Regions from separate parts of the Danio rerio genome. Here region 2 is linked to region 1. Evidence: chromatin contacts called from public Micro-C data. All regions are on one chromosome and are shown on one strand. Each heading gives the region's core, a stretch centred on a gene start, on an enhancer-like site or on the middle of the called end of the contact. The rest is flanking DNA. Distances are from core to core; before and after follow the strand shown. Region 1 overlaps plcb1l (phospholipase C beta 1-like). Region 2 overlaps plcb1l (phospholipase C beta 1-like).

Region 1 (2,680 bases), core at 66-2,565:
TATTTATTCGTTATTCATTTATTATTATTATTAATATTATTTTTATTTATTCAATATTAATTATTTATTTATTTTACTTTATTATTCTTTCATTAATTTTTTTGTTTATTTATTCATTTATTATCATTATTTTTATTTTTATTTATTAATTATTATTTATTTATTTATTATCATTATTTTTATTTATTTATTTAATTATTTTATTTTATTTTTATTATTATTTATTCATTATTATTTTATTTATTTATTTATTCATTATTTACTTATTCATTTTTATTTTATTTATTCGTTATTCATTTGTTATTATTATTAATATTATTTTTATTTATTCAATATTATTTATTTATTTATTTTACTTTATTATTCTTTCATTAATTTTTTTGTTTATTTATTCATTTATTATCATTATTTTTATTTTTATTTATTAATTATTATTTATTTATTTATTATCATTATTTTTATTTATTTATTTAATTATTTATTATTATTTGTATTTATTTATTATTTTTTATTATTTATTTATTCATTTATTATTATTTTTTATTTATTTATTTATTTATTTTTATTTATTTATTTATTCATTCATTATTATTTCATTTAATTATTTACTCACTCATTCATTAATTTATTTATTTATTCATTGTTATTTTATTTATTTTTTTATTCGTTATTTATTTAAAAATATTATTATTTATTGATTCATTCATTCTTATTTATTTATTTATTTTTATTTTTTTATTTATTCATTATTTTTATTTTTTTATTTTTTTTATTATTTTATTCATTTATTCATTCATTATTATTTTTTATTTATTTATTCTTTCATTATTATTTTTTATTTATTTATTCATTCATTATTATTTATTTATTTATTATTATTATTATTTTTTATTATTCATTTATTTATTTAATTAAAAGTGTGTGTTGAATAATGTCTATGGAGCCCTAGCTCCCCCTAGTGAGCTCCTGATCTAACAGTCTGCTAGTTTTGATGGCTGTTTGGTGTGCGGGTTTATTCCTCATCTGCAGTTAGTGCTAAACATTATCTGTCTACTTGTCCCGCAGAATGACAGCATTCCTCTGGATACCTTCACACAAGACGTGTACCGCCAGCTGCTGAACAACATCTGTCCACGCAACGACATCGATACCATCTTCTCAGACATGTCAGTTCTCTTCATGTGTGATGGGGAAACTCACACCTCATGCTCTAATTCCTAAAGCACAGTTTGTAGTTTATGCACACACTGTAGCGTCCTGCTCGGGTTTGTTAGTGTGTGTGTGGTGTGTGTAAGCAGCTCACACACATGCACTCCTCAGTTTGTCCACAAGGTGTCATCATTGAAGAGAGCTGCTGCTGTTTCTCAGGCAGAGCGTGAACAACATATGACTGAAGCAGACACACCACTGACATGTGAGGGGGATATGAGACATGTGCAACTTTAGTCTCAATCCATACAGAAGCATTGATATTGCTTAATACATTAGGCCTCGAAACAGCTGACTCTAGGAGGACCAGCGTCTGATGAAGTAGACTGGGATGATATCATGTAAACTAGTTAACGTATGCATTAGACTTCAGACCAAAGTAGCATCAGCTGTGTGTTACAGCAGAACAGAACAAAGCAGCACTCGATAAGAAGATTTCTGATTGAAATACCTGCTCTGTCTATATTTCCCTGAACTAATATACACTACACATGCCACAACACAGTGATATACGGCTGGATCAAGCCTAACCAGTTGGGTAACTAGACACTGGACCCGTCACAACATGTGGGTTTAAACATGCTAAGAATAGAAACGGCCTGAATCATGTTTGTCACATTAGACGAGGAGCTGTAGGAAAAACACAAACACTCGAGACTGATGCTGACACTAACTCATCTTGCATGAGGTCTTCAATTGACTTTGACTGCTGAAGTGTTTTAACTTATGTAACAGTATTTCTGTCTGTCTGTGTGTGTGTGTGTGTGTGTGTGTGTGTGTGTGTGTGTGTGTGTGTGTGTGTGTGTGTGTGTGTGTGTGTGTGCAGAGGCGCTAAAAGCCGTCCGTACCTCACCGTGGAGCAGATGACGGATTTCCTGAACAACAAACAGAGAGATTCTCGCCTGAATGAGATCCTGTACCCGCACCTCAAAGCTGAGCAAGTGCAGGCATTGGTGGAGAAATACGAGCCTGACAGCATGCTATCTAGCAGAGGTTGGTGTATTCAGCTGTCACTCAAATAGACTCCGCCCACAGTCTGCTGCTAGGTTACAGCAGTTCACAATCATTTAACATTAAATAGAACGTTTATAAAGTTTAATAAGTAATAAAGTTTGTGTTGGGACTATACTGTGACACATCCAGTACATCCAGAGCATTTATTACAGCTCAAATACTCATACAAAACAGCCATGAGCTCATTAACATATGACACACCCACTTTAATTATAACTGAGCTCCTTAACATGACACACCCAAACTAATCATAACTGAGCTCATTAACATATGACCCAGCCCCACCAATCGTAACTGAGCTCATTAACATATGACCCAGCCACACCAATCGTAACTGAGCTCATTAACATATGACACACCCACACTAATCATAACTGAGCTCATTAACATATGACCCAGCCACACCAATCGTAACTGAGCTCATTAACATATGACCCACCCACACTAATCATAACTG
Region 2 (2,680 bases), core at 86-2,585, 52 kb before region 1:
AACACTGTACATTGAGGACATTTATAATACGTTTCAAATATAGATGTAAATAAAAAAAAAGACTTAATGTCAAAAACTCCACAATAAGGTCAGACTTCCTCATCTGATGTGGAGAGAGCAGCTTGTCTGAGCGCAGCCTTTAGGAGGCAGATCTCAGGTCATTGGTCTTGGTTTGCTGCAGTTTGGTCAGAGTCAGTGGTTCTTCTGCAGATGAAGCTGTGCTTCTGCCCTTTCAGTCTCTTTTTGCAATTGTTGAAAGAGATTTCTAAAATCCGTGATTGCCATTCTTTGCATTTTTTTTTTGTTATTCTGTAATCATTGCATGCATCACTAATAAATATTCTAAACACAAAAATATTTTCCATTGTGATGAATATATATATCAGTTAGTGACAATAAAATTGATTGTTTTTGGTTTTGACAGCTGTTTGGGGGATTATTTTATGAGGCCAAACTCTACATTGCTGTAGATTTTGCCTATACTGAAAGGCTGAATACGTTAAAGCCAATACTCACTATAGCCTGACAGATGAACAAATAAAATTAAACCTTATGAATAAATAGTATATCTCGTAAGATACTGCATGATCCAAAAATAGTATTATTTGATACATTTTGTAAGTTTTCATTACTTTTAGGCATGAAATCCACGCTAAATCCACCCTTCTGATGGGATCAGTTTAATCCAGGTTTTTTGGATCAAAGTGATCCAGATCCCACAAAAAAGGTCTGAAAAACCCAAACTAAAGCTTTGATCTGGATCAAAACCAAGATTAGATTACGTGATCTAATCCGATTATGTAATCCGTTTTTTCTTTTGAAAAACCCATTTTCAAGATTTGATCCAATCCCTTATCCAAAATCCCAGTGGATTACTTTTGAAAAACCGGGCCCTGGTCACAACAAATGAGGAGACTTGAACTTCTTTCCAAAGTGTTTTGATATTTAGTCTAGAAATAACATAACAAATAACATGAGGATAAATTAGTACAGTTGAATGGGCACATGTACACAAAATAATCCGTCTCTGCTTAATTAGGTATAATAAAGCATACAGGCTTATCCTAAATAACAAGTGAAGCCCTAAATAATATAAATCAAACAAATAAAGATGACCAGTTAGCAGCAACATGTATATAATGAATCCAAGTGCGTTAATAAATAACTAATTTGCCAAACATCACCACAAATGCAATAATATTGATTAATAGTGCAGTATAAAAGACTTTAACATTTATAGTGGCTAATGAGGCATTTAGCTGTCTCTATATAGCTTAATAATCACTCGATCGGACATGAAGCATCAAGCATTGCATGTCTGGGCATGCCCATACAGATGTAAATGTATACTAATACACTTTAACGAAGCTAAAAACAATCAGAAATAAAGAGAAAACTTACTTTATGGTCATGCACTAACACTTGGAAAACTTAAAACACCAAAACAACTTCAGGAGTGACAGGATTAACCTTCAGCTGCACAGCAGTCGATCTCTGACTGAATAATGAAAGCAGCAGAAAAGTGAAACTATAACTACATCAGGAAATAGACTGTTAAGTTTTCAGAATACAAGTCTGTTAATAAAAGTCTAGCTTTCCTTGGAGCCTTTTCTACATAAAGAGTTGTAAATATATACATAATATAATCAAACCTGTCAACCCTCCCGATTTACTCGTGTTTCTCCCGTATTTTCAGTCTTTCTCTGAAGGTTGGCAAATAAACATTAAAGAGTCGATCCTTCCCTATACGCAACCCATACCGCCGAACCACTAGAGGCCGCCCCTCACTCTTAAATATGAGTCTGTTCTGTGCTTTCGCTTTGTTTATGCACGAAACACTTGGAAATAAATATAAAAACAGTGCAATTACCCTTTCGTTTTCCCACATTATGGTGGGCATATCCCTTATTTTCACATCCTAATGTTGACAGGTATGAATATAATGCTCATTTCTAAATATTTCTCTTCACTATAAATAACTATAGTATTGTAAATGTGCAACGCCTAGTTTAATTAGTGTTTGCTGTTGTTTTCTATACTTTGTGTTTAATACAGCACATTATTGACAGTAAATAACTGGACTGAGCAGTTCTGCCTCATCTGTTTCATTGCCTGTTTTATTGATCACTCAGATGAGATTGATTTGGATTTAAGTTGCTTTGATTTAAAAAAGAAAAGTGCAAAAAGAGCTTAGATGTTTTTTCATTGGAAATGCCACAGAAATCCCCTGCACCGCTGACTTACGTTTAGATTTAGTCACAACAGTAAACAATGTGTCCTAATTGCCATGAGATTATCAGTAGACTGTTGGCTTAGGGTCAGTGTAAGTTGACATCATGTACTTCTAGTCAGTTAAATGTCTGTTGAAGGAGCAGCATCAGCAGATATTAAGCAGACAGTCTACCAATACTCATATTGCGACTTCCTGATGCCTCCTATAAGTCGCTCGAGAGGCAGTGAGGGTCCCTTTAATTTGTGACGCGCTGGTGGCTTTAGACAGACACACTGAGCCCAAGATGTTATATTGAAAACTTTATATAAACTTGAAGCATGACAAACAATACAGCAATTTGTGTGTTGAACACCTGTTTTAATAGCCTATTATTGCGTTGGTGTGATGGTTGTTGCGTGTGCCATTGCGATGCCGTTTGCGATGCCTGTTTTGCGTGGCTGTTTGCCA

What was found. Hi-C and Micro-C count contacts between places; a contact is called where the count stands out from the background.
Region 2: a Micro-C map of caudal fin shows a contact between it and region 1, with 3 times the contacts expected there. The contact joins two enhancer-like sites. A contact is called at or near these places in 2 of 18 Hi-C or Micro-C datasets (caudal fin and an unstated tissue).

What each region holds. Positions count from the first base shown.
Region 1 is chr20:58,754,351-58,757,030 of GRCz12tu, reverse strand. It overlaps plcb1l (phospholipase C beta 1-like), which reads left to right. Exons shown (of 40, transcript XR_012396244.1): 13 at 1,066-1,166; 14 at 2,036-2,202. Among named protein-coding and RNA genes, the nearest start is that of plcb4b, 57 kb to the right of the region's middle. Within about 2 kb of position 1,315, at least 8 of the 62 cell types and tissues checked have an H3K27ac peak or open chromatin away from gene starts, as enhancers often do. A contact at or near this core is called in caudal fin, where this site is marked.
Region 2 is chr20:58,805,971-58,808,650 of GRCz12tu, reverse strand. All of the region lies in intron 5 of plcb1l (phospholipase C beta 1-like), which reads left to right. Among named protein-coding and RNA genes, the nearest start is that of plcb1l, 48 kb to the left of the region's middle. Within about 2 kb of position 1,335, at least 4 of the 62 cell types and tissues checked have an H3K27ac peak or open chromatin away from gene starts, as enhancers often do. A contact at or near this core is called in caudal fin, where this site is marked.